Linked DNA regions of Sus scrofa: regions 2 and 3 are each linked to region 1. Evidence: chromatin contacts called from public Hi-C and promoter capture Hi-C data. All regions are on one chromosome and are shown on one strand. The core of a region is the stretch at or near the end of the contact, and the rest is flanking DNA. Distances in the headings are between cores, read along the strand shown.

Region 1 (4,766 bases), core at 727-3,226:
GCCATCTGTCAAGTAGAAATAAGCTTGAGTTGTATGTACTTGACCCTCTAAGGCCAAGAACAAAACCTTCTCCAGAAATTGACAGATCATTAGATCCTCCTCAAATCTCTAATCTCTGACCTTCAGAACTAGGATTTGTCTACCTCTTGTGCAGCTTCTGGGATGGGGGCCCACTGCCACCAAATGAATTTAGCACAATGACATAGTGAAGTGGTTTTTAATACAAGATAAGTCCCTCCACTGGGGAGGAAAAGTGTGAGTCCTGGGGCATGAAACAGGTCTGAGAACAGACTAGGATGTTTTCTCCACAACACTTGAAAAAAAGAAAGTGGATCTTATTTTTTCCAACTTGGAATACTATATATATTCATTTAGCAAATAATGGTTAAATATATCCTCTTTGGTAGACAATGTGCTAAATCAACATGCCTTGAAAATGTGTGTATATATGTACAGTGTTTTTTTAATATTTATAAAAATTTTTATTTCAGGAGCCCTTGTTTGCTGCCCGAGTGGTGTATGACCTTCTCTTCTATTTCATTGTTATCATTATCGTTCTTAACTTGATTTTTGGGGTTATCATTGATACTTTCGCTGATCTCAGAAGTGAAAAACAGAAAAAAGAAGAAATTCTAAAGACAACCTGCTTCATCTGTGGTAAGTGTGCTCAAGATACTAAAATAACAGATGAAGCAACTGCCCAAAAGGAAGGAGGGGCTAGCATGATTTTTATTTGTTATACTTTGGGAAAATTATTTCAAAATGAAAGCTGGACAAAATTCAGATTATGTAACTGAGCATTGGACTGGGGTACTCCGCTTCCAGAAATAGAAGAATTACACCCCAAAGCTATCTTGTTCTTTCTGCAGTTTGTATAATTCTCCAACTATAGAACGTGTTGCAAAATGCCAACAGGTTCCACCGACTGGCAAACAGATTTTTAATCACAATAACATATTGATTAAACAATAGAATGGTTTTTATTTTGTTTTGCTAGATTATGAATCCACAGATGATTATTCCAGCAGCTTGAACTTCTTTTCACTGGCTGCACTTTGTTTTTGATTCTGAACTGTGCTTTCTCTCAGTTTCTGTCTCTCCCTCCCTCTCTCCCAACTTCTCTCTCTCTCTCATACCCTATCCTCCCCTTCTTCCATCATTAGCTCTCTCTGGCCAACCCAACCTTCTCTTTGTCCTCATTATTTCCTTTGGCTCTACCCTCTGTGTTTTAGATCTCAGCCCTTTATGGCTTTAGTTGTCTCCATAGCTGGCTTAATCACCCTGGGATCCTTTTTCCTATTCTACCAACTCCTGGTGACACTCACTCACCATCCATTTTTCCACATCAAGCTAAAGAATCTCTTGATAAAAGTCGTAAAACAAGCATAAGGGCTTCACTGCAACGTTTATTCTCTGTAACTTAAATTGGACCCCCAATAAGTCCCCTTCCCTCCTAGGTTTTCCACCTTTTGTCAACTGTCTCATTTCCCTGAATAGCTCTTCCAAGCCTTTCTAGCATTCCTCCAACAGACAAAGGTGTCCCAAATACTAACTTGTAATCATGGGCTGTGTTCCAAGGAAATGAACACAAATTAGATGTGCCCTTCTTCAGGGTGTTCACAAGCTGTCGTGGAATACAGACAATAAATATCATTGCTGTCTATTGCATGGAGGGAAAGGATGGATAAATTCATGGGTTGTGAACACCTTATTGGGCTGTAGCAGGGGGCAGGTGAGAAAAAGTCAGGAAGGGTTTCTTAGAAGAGATGCTGATGGAGCTGATGGTAAAAGATGGAAGGAAGAGCCATTTCAGAGTGGGAGAAGCAGAGTGGCCAGCATAAGGAAAGGCATGGAGGGGAGAACAGCATGAGAAGAATCTGCATTTCCTAGGAACAGCTCAGTGTTGCTGGAGTATCAGTTTTGGAGCCGGGCATGCCAAGCACAGAGATTGGCCAGATCTGATGTGGCCTTTTCTGTTAAAAAGCTTGGACTTTGTCCTTTGGACTTGTAACGAATGGTGAACCATTAAAGAACTGTTAAGTAGAGGAGTGCAGGGTCTAATTTTTATTTGAGAGCATTGTGGCAGCTATGGAAAGTTGTTCATCAGAGGACAACATTGGAGCCAGAGAAACCAGATAGAATTACTGGTGTAGTCCATGAGAGATAATGAAACCTAGATCCAGGAGAGTTAGTGGTAGCAGTGTTCAAGGTAGGGGACAGAGTTAAGACATAATTGGGAAGATAGAATTTTAAAATCTTAATGGTTTGAAATGAATATGAAAGAGCGTGGTGCCTGGGTGGATGGTATTACCAACAGTCGAGTTTTAGAATAGAAGAAGAAAAAGAATTTTAGGTAGGACTGTGCTGAGTTTGGCTTTCAAAATACTGAATTTGAGGTCTGTACTGAGCACTCCAGTGGGATACACACTTATTCCAGAGGTCAACATATGGGTTTGCACCTCAGAGGAGTCTGGACTGGAGACAGTATTGGGGGAACCCTCAGCCTGAATGGGACAGAACAAGCTGGAGTGTGGGAGAAGGCTCCCAGGTGAGAGGAGAAGATAGGATTGAAGTAGATCAGCACTGAAAAGTTGAAAGAAAGAGAATCTCTCTCTCTCTCTCTCTCTCTCTCACACACACACACACACACACACACACACACACACACACGTGCGTGCCCAGAGTGTTCAGTCTGAATGGTATGATGACAACCAGTCATGGGTGACACGTGAAAGGAAGGGGAGAAAACAGCCTGGGAAAGAAAAGAATTGATTATCAACTGGATCAAAGCCAAGAAGGCCAATAACGTGAACTGAAGCAGAGCCTTTGGCTTTCTCATTTAGGAGGTTTTGGTGTTTTCAGAGAGGAGTTTCCATGAGGGTAAAGGCAGATTCCAGATTGCACGGTGCTGGGGAGGGACTTGCTGGAAGGAGTGATGTAGAAGGAGGAGTCTTTATATGCCTAGATTAGATGGAGGAACGCAAGACTGACGTGGCACCAGGAAGATGTACAATAACTGGAGGATTTGGGAATGAGAGTTATTATGTAGAAGAGTGAGCCCCAAGGAAGAAAGAGATGCTGCCCTTGGAGATCCTCCCATGTCTCATGATCTTGTCTTTATGCTGCTTCCCCAAAGCCTTTTTCTTCACAATCATGATAATTAGTATGTGAATGCACTACCTCTGAAACATGGGATTCTTTGGGAAAATCTATCAGTAGGATGTGAGCCTCATCCTAAGACATGATCCATTCTCCCCCATTCTAGCAACACAAAAACATGAGTAGCAAAATAAGAGCATCCCTTCACCCCTTTCCTGCTCCTCTGGGCTTTCCCTTCTGTCAAAATTCTCTCTGGCTTTTTGCAGTGATCAAAAAGCCTATAACCTATAAATTCCTTAAAATATCACAATGACCTTCATCACCAAATTGAAATGTTTTTCTCAAAGCTCATCATGAATTTCCTGCTGACCTTTTCATCTAGCTCAGATTGCACATTCTCTGGGTCCATCTCAAGGCCCTAGTTCTCCTCCCAATCCCTGAAACAGATCTAGTTTTATCATTGACTCCTTGTCTCTTTTCCTTGCCCTCCTCTTTAACACCATTTTATGCAGATTATTGACAAATATACAGCCAGGGCTACAACCTCTCTCCAGACTTTTGACTTTGTTTTCAATTTGGCTCTTTGTGTGTGTTTTTTAATATTTAAAGCTCTAATAACCAGTAATAAACCCCTTGCACAGAGAAATATGCATTTTATTTATTTATTTACATATTTTTCTCTTTTTATGGCCACGTCTGTGGCATATGGAAGTTCCCAGGCAAGGGGATGAATCGGAGCTGCAGCTGCAGGACTATGCCACAGCCACAGAAACACTGGATCCAAGCCACATTTGTGACCTATGCGGCAGCTTGGGCCAGTGCCAGATCCTTAAGCCACTGAACAAGGCCAGGGATTGAACCTGCATCCTCATAGACACTGTGTCAGGTTCTTAACCTGCTGAGCCACAGTGGGAATTCCTATTAATTAATTTTTTAATTTATTTTATTGAAGTACAGTTGATTTATTATGTGTTAGTTTCTTCTGTACAGCATGGTTTTACATATATATATATATATATATATATATATATAATCTTTTATACTCTTTTCCATGATGGTTTATCATAGGATATTGAATATAGTTCCCTGTGTTATACAGTACAACCTTGTTGTTTATCTATTCTGTGTATAATAGTTTGCACTTGCTAATCCCAAACTCCCAATCCATGCCTCCCCCATGTCCCCTTCCCTTGGCAACCACAAATCTGTTCTCTATGTCTGCGAGTCTGTTTCTGTTTCATAGATAAATTAATTTGTATCATACTTTAGATTCCACATGTAAGCAGTATATAATGTTTGTCTTTCTCTTCTGACTTATTTCACTTAGTGTGATAATTTCTAGGTCCAGCCATGTTGCTGCAAATGGCATTATTTCATCTCTTTTATGGCTGAAATTCCATTGTATGTTATGTACCACATCTTCTTCATCCATTGCTCTGTTGATGGACATTTAGGTTGCTTCCATGTCTTGGCTATTGTGCATAGTGCTGCAGTGAACATAGGGGTGCATGTATCTTTTCAAGCTATTATTTTGTCCAGATATATGCCCAGGAATGAGATTGTTGGATCATATGGCAACTCTATTTTTAGTTTTTTAAGGAACCTCCATATTGTTTTCCATAGTGCCTGCACCACTTTACATTCCATTGCTGATCGACATTTAGAAA
Region 2 (4,766 bases), core at 906-3,405, 300 kb after region 1:
GAATACTTCTGATGTGTTTCCCTTTCTTGTTTCCGCTTGTGAAATTTTATTGACCATATTGACAACAAGTGTGGGCTCTTGGGTTTTGGCTAATAGTTAATCTAGATGTCCCTGCTGCCTAGCACCATGCCTAGCATTCAGTAAATATATTTTTTTTATTTATTTATTTTTTAGTGTCACTCCCTGACACATGAAAGTTCCCAGGCGAGGGGTCGAATTGGAGCTGTAGCCACTGGCCTATAACCACAGCCACACCAACCTGGCCATGTCTGCGACCAGGGGGAGGCCAGGTATTGAACCCATGTCTTCATGGATACTAGTCGAGTTTGTTACTGCTGAGCCACAGTGGGAATTCCTCAGTAAATATTTTTAGAATCAATTTGTTCAACCCTCCATTCATTCCCTCATAAGATGAATGGCCCCTCTAAATTTTAAATTTCTCTTATACTGGAAATAGGTAAAATTTGGTGGTATTGACAATATATATGTAGTTGAGAAAAGCATCACATTACCTTTTACTTCATGGGTTGAAAATATTTTTGAAGGAGTTTTATGTTGTAAGACTACTATACTCTTCATTTATTATAAATTGATAATAAATTAATTAGGGAATGTTAAATTAATTCTACAGTTGAGCCTAAAGGGATAAACATTTTATCATTTTCTGTAGCTGAAAAAAAAGTTTTCTAGATGAATATACTCAGTATCCAGTAGGGAGAAAAATGTGAAATGGATAGGAGCTAACCTATCCCGGTAGCTCTCTTTTTTCCTATAGATGCTAAGGTCCCTATGATGTACACATCACCCAGCTCACAAAACGTCCTGGTGACACCTGCCAGTGTTACGAGGCTCAAGATCAGTTAGGTGGAACCAGCAGAGACTGCTACAGGTTGTCTCTTTTCTTGTGCTGGATGATCTCCTATCGATTCAGCTACCTTGCCTTCACCAGGTCTTTGAAATCCATAGTAAGCAGCAGGTTATTAGATCAAAGTAGTGGAGTGAGTCTGAAAATGGCATTTTCCCCCAAATTCAGAGCTTTTTGTCCTCAGGGGGGATGGAAGATTCTCATCTGTGATCTCCTGCATCTTGGCATCTTGGGCAGACAGTACTTGCTTTTAACCCTGGAAGGATTTCCATGTGGAGTGGAGTATTCCTGACATGTTACTTGAAGCATATTGCTTCCATGTTCTCCCATGTTCAACTCCAATAAAGTAGGTATTCCCAGGTTATACAAATCCCAGATCTATATCACCTAGAGAAAAGTAATGTATCTTGAATGTACAAATGCAGTAATCAGGATACAGGTTATCATCAGATTCATGTAAAGGCATTGTCTGGACAGGCAAAGCAAAGGCAAAAATAGGCTAAGGCTTGACCTCAGAACTCTGTTCCCTTAAGCTGGGTGCTCAAAAGAGCTTACCCGGTTCCCTTTGGGCCTTCCTATTGTATATTCTTCTGAGAATCAAAAGGCCTGGAGTGCAAATTCTGGCTCCACTACTTAATTGCATAAACTTGGGAAAAACACTGACACCTCTTGCTCTCTGTTTCCTTATCTGTGTAAGGAGGGGGTGATGGTATAATGTCCACGAGTGTTTGGAGCTTCGTGAATGTTCAAATGCTGAACAAATAATTGTAGTTGGTCCTTGGGAGACAGTCTAGCATGGAGGTCAAGAGCGTGGAATCTGAAATGAGACTGCCTGGTGTGAGCCTCAGTCACCAGCTTTATTACCTTAGGTGTTACTTCTCTAAATCTATGTTTCCTTCCCTGTAAAGAGGATGATTTTAATAAGACAGAATAGCTATAAGGATTAAATGACATCATCTAAAACCTCTTGTATCTGCATATCCTTCTGGGGGGATTTCTGGGGCCATGCAATGCTGTGGAAGCCTCAGCAGGAAGGAAGATGGATGTAGCTTCTGGGCTGATGCACCTGCCTGCCCCAGCTGCGTTAGTCCCTTTCTGAGGCCATGGAGCTGCACAGGGTTCTGCAGTATCTCTACACAGTGTATTCTATGTCAGCAACCCCGATGAGGTGCAGTGGGCCTGCCCTTCCTGCTCCCCAGACTCTGACCAACCTCCAGCCGCTTGATAGGTTGTAAAACTAGTTTTCTTGGTGTCTTGCCATCTAATCAGTTCTCACGTGAGTGTTTTTCTGGGTCAGAGGATCTTGGGTTCTTGGGTTCACTGTGGTCAGAGTCTACTGCCACCTAACAGGAAGTTGCTTCACTAACGAGATAATTCAGTATTTCTTCAGGAACTTGCAGGCTGTTGCTGGGCAACAAACTCCAATATCTGAAATCTATAGATCTTCCAGTTTTTCTAACTAGCACAATTGAATACTGCTTAGTCAGGAACATCTGAGGAGTCCCAGGCTATCAAACACCTTTAATTACGTTCATGCTGATTGGCATTTCCTATCTGGGGCCCTGAACAGCCAAACAAGTCAAGTGAATCTAGTCAGGGCAAGACAGCCCTTCCTGAGCTAGGCAATTTTTCCCACCAACAGCCTCCCTGTTTCTGGTGCAGAAAAGAGATATGACAATGGCTCTTCGCCATGTGCCTCTGACTGTATATGCTGGGCACTGGGTTAAGCGCATAACATATTGATTTATTAAATTTATCGGGTGGGTGTTACCATGTAAGGAAACCCAGGCACTGAAAGATTAAGGAACTTGCTCCTGGTCACACAGCCACTCTTCCCTAAGCTGTTTGGCCATTTGTTAGTCCATACCTGATTTTAGCAACCAGTGGGGGATTAAAAAAAAAATCTTCATAATAACAGTTAATTTATCTCTAATAATTGTAGAGGACTATTTCTATCACTAAATTTACCTTGAAGCATTTGATTCCAAACAGCCATATAAAAGAATTTTAGGAGTTCCCATTTGTGGCTCAGCAGTAACGAACCCAACTAGTATCTATGAGGACATGGGTTCGATCCCTGGCCTCGCTCAGTGGGTTAAAGGATTTGGTGTTGCTGTGAGCTGTGTTGTAGGTCGAAGACGTGGCTCAGATCCTGTGTTACTGTGGCTGTGGTGCAGACCAGCAGCTCCAGCTCCTATTTGACCCCTAGCCTGGAAACTTCGTATGCAGTGGGTTTGGCCCTAAAAAGACCAGAAAAAAAAAAAAAAAAAAAAAGAAGAAGAAGAAGAAGAAGAAATTTAAAAACTGGACTAATTTCATAGTCATGTAATTCTGACTCAAAGAAAATGTATATTTGTGTCAAAATAGAGTATCACGATTTTATTAATAATATTTCAAGAGAATTTTTTTCCCTTAAAATTTGCTTTATCCCCCTAATGTGAAATCTTATTAAAGTTTTACCTTTATTTTTTTCTTGTGTATCTACTCTGATTTTGGTTTATTGGGACCTAACCTATCTAATATGGATAGGATACAAATTAAATGCTTCCAAAATATCCAGATAAAAATTTCACCCAGTCAATTGCTTTGTCACCTCTAGTAATATCCTTTTAAATCCACACTTTTTGTTTTCATTTGTTTTTCTAGAAAGAAATTTTCTTCAGAGTAGCAAAGATTTTGTTGTTAATTAGACATTATTTGTTTAAAGCAAAACATCCTACACCTAGTAGATACTTAGTAATGTTTAATGAATGAAATTAATTACTATGTACTTTTGACAATTCTATATTTATAGCTATATCATGTAAGAATGCTCAATTTACAATTGTCTGTTTAAAAATTATTACTCAATAAAAATTTGTTCATGGGCCAGCTACTAACCATTTCTTGTTACTGACTATACCCTCTGCGCAAAGATCAGGGGTGTGGTGGGGAGGCAGGGAGGTATGGTGGGGTAGGAAGACATCCCTTAGAGCCTTGTGTCTCAAACCTCTGAGACGCAACCCCCCTTTTTATAATAAATATTCCATTATCCTCCTTTACTACCCTGAAACAAAATCCATAGAAAACATAGTTTATAAAATACATGATTTTAAAAATATATAATACTTTCACTGCAACATAAAGGAGAAACAAAAGGAAGATACATATGAAATACATAGATATAGCTCTAGAGACTAAACATAATGAAGTGGTCAGATGCTTACACTGATAATATGTTGGAATGTAAGAGATGTAGGGAAATCATTAATTCTTCTCATAACTGACATTTTGAATGGAGACTGAAAAGGTTTATTTAAATGTACACATAGAATCTCTATGAATCAAGAGCTACAAACACAAACTGTTGCCGATGCGTTCTATTGATGGCTCAGTTACACGAGCTGAGATGCTGCTGGTAACATGATCTTCAGAGATGGTTAACAACTCTTGGTAAAGTTCAGAATCAAAGCACAAGCATCCCTCCGCTTATCTGGTAGTTATATTCCTGGAGCACTCAATTTTATTAAAACCATTCTAAAAATGATTTGTGCCTATATGTAAAAAAGACAGTTTCTAGGCTCAAAAAATCACACCTAAGTTTTTTACCCATAAATTTAAGGCAGGGTATTAAAAGTTGTGAGACACACGTGATGATGCTTTTTCATTGTTTGGGACTGCCCTGTGCATTGTGGGAGGTTTAACATCCCTGGCTCTCCACTGTATTTGATAGTAGAGGTGCCTCTAATCTCTGGGACCACCAGAAACACTTCCGCAGGTTTCCAAATTCCTCTCATGGGTAGAACTGCCTTTCTTGACAAGCATCTCCCTGGAGGTTTGTGATAGACTGGGATACATTTTTACTAAGTCTTGCCAGAGAGTCTGGAATACCCAGGAGTGGTTTATGAGCATATTGCTTCGT
Region 3 (4,766 bases), core at 1,573-4,072, 280 kb after region 1:
ACATCCCTGAAACAGCTAGCTAACATTTAGATCTTGGTCTTCACTGTTCACATCAAGGGGTCATAAATAGTTAAGGGCACAGACACTGGAGCCCACTGTCTATTCTTAAAGCCTGGATCTGGGGCCATAGGCATATTTTGTAATCTCCCAAGTGTCTATTTTCTCACCTCAGAAATGGAGATAATAACAGTATCTACCTTAAAAAGTTGTGGAAAGGATTCATGAGTTAGTACATTAAAAGCTCTTCAAATGGTGTTTGGTACTCTACTTGTAAGTGCTATATGTTTGTTAGCTCTCCTTGCAGCAAAGGGACATTTGGAGGCATTAAACTATGCCCCATGCCCCATGTTCCAGAAGGCAGAAGTCTGAGAGAGAAAAGGAGCAGGACTCAAGTTTAAGGGAAGTGGATAAGCAAGAAGAGTCATCAAGGTGAGAAACTAAAGAAAAAAGACAAAAAAGCAAATAAAAGAACCAAAACTACAGGGAAAGAATGGGGGAAAGGGTAGGAAGAGAAAAATATAAGGGGGGGGGAAGAAAAGAAAAAAGGGAGACAAGAGTAAAAAGTGGGTATGAAAAAGAAAAAAAGAAGAAAAGGAGGATTGAGAATAACAAAGGAAACCAAGCACTAGAAAAGACTCCATCCACTTACAGCTTGATCTGGGTATCAGAAAAAGAATGAAGTGAGAGAGAAAACAGAAATGTTGGGACAGAAGAGATGGGGAGAGAGGAGATAAAATTGACACCAGGAAAGGCTTCATTTGCACCAAGGCCTCTTTGTCTTTGAATTAGGGGAAGTTAACATCCAAAATTAACACACCGATGGCCCGCCCAACTTCCTTCCCTATTCTTCCTATTGCCTTAGAATATGCTCCAAACTTGCTCCCTAAAGTCTGTCCAGGATCAGCAGCCTTGCATCCGGCCTGCTCCACTGACAAGACCGAGATGCAGTGATCCAGCCTTCATTTCATTTTCTCTGAATACTTCAGCCATCCTTTCCAAGAAAAAAATTTAGCTCTAGAGCAAATATTTACACTCTTTTCCTTCTCCAAACCGTCAGAAATCTATAGGGGAGCTGGTGTTTCATTTTTTAAATTATTCTTCTTAATGGCATTATCCACCCCCCCCCTTTTTTTTGTCAATTTAGAATGAGAGGACAGAATAATACAGTGCTGCAGGTATATGCCGCTTTTAGGACTACGAATTGCCCTCCCCTCCAAAGGGAATTACTAACCCAATCATTTGGAAACAGAGAAGCTGGATCTAGGTATAAAATAAAATCAGTATTTCAAAAATACTTTTTTCTTTTTAAGTATGATCATTATTGAATTGCTTATTTGGTGCAAAATACGTCTCCCCATTGGAGAAAGTCGAGGGACCTTAAACGGCCCTCTGAGAGGACAGACCGCGAGCGTCTCCTCACGCTGGGGTGAGCTTGGGCCGCCGCCGCCGCCGCCGGAGTCACGAAGCCAGACGCCGCGCGTCTCCGCCCAGGACTCGGGAGACTGCAGCAGCGCGGCCGCGGCCCCGGCGGCTCCTGGAGGCGGGGAAGAGGCACGACTCCCGCAGACACGTGACCTCCTTCCAGCCGCCGCTTCCCGCGACCCAGATCCGTCCCCGGAACCCGCGCTCGGCGGGGCGGGCCGGGGGACACGTAGCGACGGCCCCAAGTCCCTGCTGCGCCCGGGTTCGCGTGCATTCGGCGTACTTCTCGCCTTGGTTCACGTGCCAGTGGCAGTAATGACTATTTCGGGGATCACCCAGGAGAATGCAGGCAGGAAAGACTTTTGGTTTGATATCTATGTAGATAGATAGATAGATAGATAGATAGATAGATAGATAGATAGATAGATAGATAGATAGATAGATAGATAGATAGGAGAGAGATTAATATATATTCTCCCTATCCCCTCCTGGCAGACCCAGTGGGGGCAATGGGCCCGGAGACCTGGGAATCCCGCAGGACGCGCTTTCCCTCGGTCTCCGATGTCCCTTGCGGCCCGCTGCGCCAGGCACCAGGGGCAGTGCGCAACTGCGGGCACCTCCCGGTAACTCTCACTAGCAGTGAGTCATGCTCCGGGGATGGCTCTGGGGAAAGGTAGCCCGGTTCGAGGTGGCCTGTGCTTTCCCCGAGCGGGGCACCGAGGCTGCAGGGCAAGCGCGCGCACGCGCACACGCGCGCGCGGGTTCCCCGTGCAGTGATGTGGCAGCAGCGGCAGGTCGGATCACGTTGCTGGCCCTGTGCTGGTACCCGTTTGAGACAGGATTAAGGAGGGAGGCTTTGGAGGTACCAGCGGTAGTAAACGTGGGCTCTGCACACTCCCGGCGTCTCTTATCACACGAAGGGGGAGGGGCGGGGAAAGTGCGCAGCGCCACCCGAGGCGCAGAGGGGCGGCGGGGCTTAGCGGGCGATTGGTAATGCTGCATTGCTTTTTCGCGGGAGCCCCTCTCTTGCCACCCCATCCTATTCCCCTCCCTCCCCGCCGCGTTCCTGAGGGAGCTCCTGAGAACCCAAACGTCGTCATCTGTGGCTGTGATTAGTGGCACCGCAATTCCGGCTGCTGCGGGAAGTTTGGACACTGTGGGGCAGAAAGACACTTGGATTGCGACATTCTGACCCAGTGGCTACATTTTCACTTATCTTAAATCTCTCGGGGAGCAGATTTCATGTTGTCCCTTTTGGGGGCAACCTCCAATCAGGTCTAGGGGTCCCCCCAGGCCACTGAGCGTAAGCAAACAAGTCTCCAAATTGTCCTTCGGGACTGAAGTTGACCCATCGCGAATTCTCTTTCTCTTTCCTTTCTCTGGTCCAAACCAACAGCACAGTCTGTGGAAAAGTAAAAAGCCACGTTCACGTTCCTATCCGTAAGGACAGACGGATTGAAGGAGTCGCACTTCCCAGCGGAGGAAGCCCAAGCTGCCCCGCACCCCCGGGCGCCCCCTCCCACTCCCCCAGCTGACTGCGCTGCCTTGGGGAAGCTTAATAGCCTGGCTGAAGTTGTTTTTCCTTTCCGGTGGCCCTGATCAGGTGTCCCCGCCCCCTCCCGCCGTCCGCCTTCCCTAGCAGCCTTCTCCCGACGCCCCCTCCTGGCCCGGCCCCTCCTCCCCCGCCCCCCTCCGGGCTGGACCGCGGATGGTACGTTCCGCACGTGAGCTGGGTGCTGGTCTGGCCGGCGACGCGCGTGCCCTGTGGCCAAACACTGCCCGGAGTGAGAGCAAACTACCAGCGCAGTGGAGCCAGCGCGAGTGTGCGTGCGTGTGTGTGCGTGTGTGTGCGAGAGAGCGAGCGCGGAGGGAGGGGGGGACCAACTGCTTCACACTTTCAACACTGCACTGAAGAGGGAGAGAGAGAGAGAGACTGGAGACGTACAGATTCCCCCCAGGATCTCCCAGGGCTACCGTCCCACAGATTATAGAACAGAACCCCAAAAATCGAAACAGAGGAAACGGACAGCGATTGAACATGGACGAAGGAATTCCTCATTTGCAAGAAAGACAGTTACTGGAACATAGAGATTTTATAGGGTAAGGTGCACGCACCCTTGCGAATATCTGTCTAGGCTTCAGTTTGATTTTTTTTTTTTTTTTTCTTCTCCAGAAAGTGGTATGGAGCGGGGAGGGCAGAGCCCCTCTCGGAATGGGTTCCTGATGCTGATTTCTATTTTGCAGACTGGATTATTCCTCTTTGTATATGTGTAAGCCCAAAAGGAGCATGAAGCGAGACGATAGCAAGGTAAGTGTAAGTTTCCGACGTTCCTCTTAACCTGCCTGGATAGTTAATTAGGGCCATTGATTTAACAGGGAAGTCTGCCCGCAAATATATTACAGATCTTGAGCTTCCCCAACTGAATTTTAAGTGGTTTGCTGGATACTCTCAGGGGGAGTTTAAACATCATACCTGAATTTAAATTGCATTTCAGAACAGTCCAGAGGAAAGAGGTTTCTTGGGCATAGTTTCTCACATAGTATGTTTTGGGGGGAGGATGGCAGGGTATTGTTAAATCCAGTGAATGAATGTTTAGTTTATTGTTTTCTCTCTTCCATGACTCTCATGTATTAAGGATACCTACAAATTACCGCACAGATTAATAGAAAAGAAAAGAAGAGACCGAATTAATGAATGCATTGCTCAGCTGAAAGACTTACTGCCTGAACATCTAAAGTTGACAGTAAGATGCACATTTTTATTCTTTGCTGCTCTCCAAGGGTGTGTTAATAGCCTGGTACTAGTCCCAGGGTTATAAGAATAAAATGTAAATATCACATGCCTTACAACTTGTGCTATAGTGGAGAGTTTCCTGCAAACTCAAGAGTAGGTGTTCACAACTGATTTCTTAATCATTTATAACCTGTATTGTTGAAGCTCAAGAAGTATAGGAATGGTACTTCTTTCAAAGTGCTTGCTTAAGTTGCTGAGCTGAATGGAAAGCCAGTCATGCCAAATGTGTTTTTAAGTAACCAAGTGCCCCCGTCTCTTTTGCACCACTGCAGACTCTGGGGCATCTGGAGAAAGCGGTAGTATTGGAATTGACTTTGAAACACTTAAAAGCTTTAACAGCCTTAACAGAGCAGCAGCATCAGAAGATAATTGCTTTACAGAATGGTAAGTCAGTTCAGGGAGGCAAACCCACCCTGATAGACCGGGCAGCCCACAGAGAAGCAATGTTAGGACTCTTTCCCCATCCCCACCTCACCTCCTTCTTGGCCCCACGGGTTCACTCTCTTTTGTTAAATTGCTTATACTTTCCCTTCACTGGAAAGTACCCACT

The links. Promoter capture Hi-C pulls out the DNA fragments that hold promoters and counts their contacts. A called contact is a pair of places that touch in the nucleus more often than the background predicts.
Region 2: a Hi-C map of liver shows a contact between it and region 1, with 2.7 times the contacts expected there. The contact joins two enhancer-like sites. A contact is called at or near these places in 6 of 47 Hi-C or Micro-C datasets (alveolar macrophages, epiblast stem cells, liver and 2 more) and 2 of 2 datasets of contacts at active chromatin or transcription factors (alveolar macrophages and skeletal muscle).
Region 3: a contact with region 1 is called in a promoter capture Hi-C map of liver, with 7 times the contacts expected there. The contact joins the promoter of BHLHE41 here to the enhancer-like site in region 1. A contact is called at or near these places in 2 of 5 promoter capture datasets (fetal liver and liver), 5 of 47 Hi-C or Micro-C datasets (embryonic fibroblasts, liver, mesenteric adipose tissue and 1 more) and 2 of 2 datasets of contacts at active chromatin or transcription factors (alveolar macrophages and skeletal muscle).

What each region holds. Positions count from the first base shown.
Region 1 is chr5:47,403,570-47,408,335 of Sscrofa11.1, forward strand. It overlaps ITPR2 (inositol 1,4,5-trisphosphate receptor type 2), which reads left to right. Exons shown (of 58, transcript XM_021092920.1): 55 at 492-657. Among named protein-coding and RNA genes, the nearest start is that of SSPN, 200 kb to the right of the region's middle. Within about 2 kb of position 1,977, at least 3 of the 83 cell types and tissues checked have an H3K27ac peak or open chromatin away from gene starts, as enhancers often do. A contact at or near this core is called in liver and mesenteric adipose tissue, where this site is marked.
Region 2 is chr5:47,707,631-47,712,396 of Sscrofa11.1, forward strand. No RefSeq gene overlaps it. Among named protein-coding and RNA genes, the nearest start is that of BHLHE41, 22 kb to the left of the region's middle. Within about 2 kb of position 2,156, at least 18 of the 83 cell types and tissues checked have an H3K27ac peak or open chromatin away from gene starts, as enhancers often do. A contact at or near this core is called in liver, where this site is marked.
Region 3 is chr5:47,684,840-47,689,605 of Sscrofa11.1, forward strand. It overlaps BHLHE41 (class E basic helix-loop-helix protein 41), which reads left to right and starts at 2,823. Exons shown (of 5, transcript XM_003355541.4): 1 at 2,823-3,522; 2 at 3,667-3,730; 3 at 4,059-4,166; 4 at 4,489-4,600. The coding sequence starts at 3,461.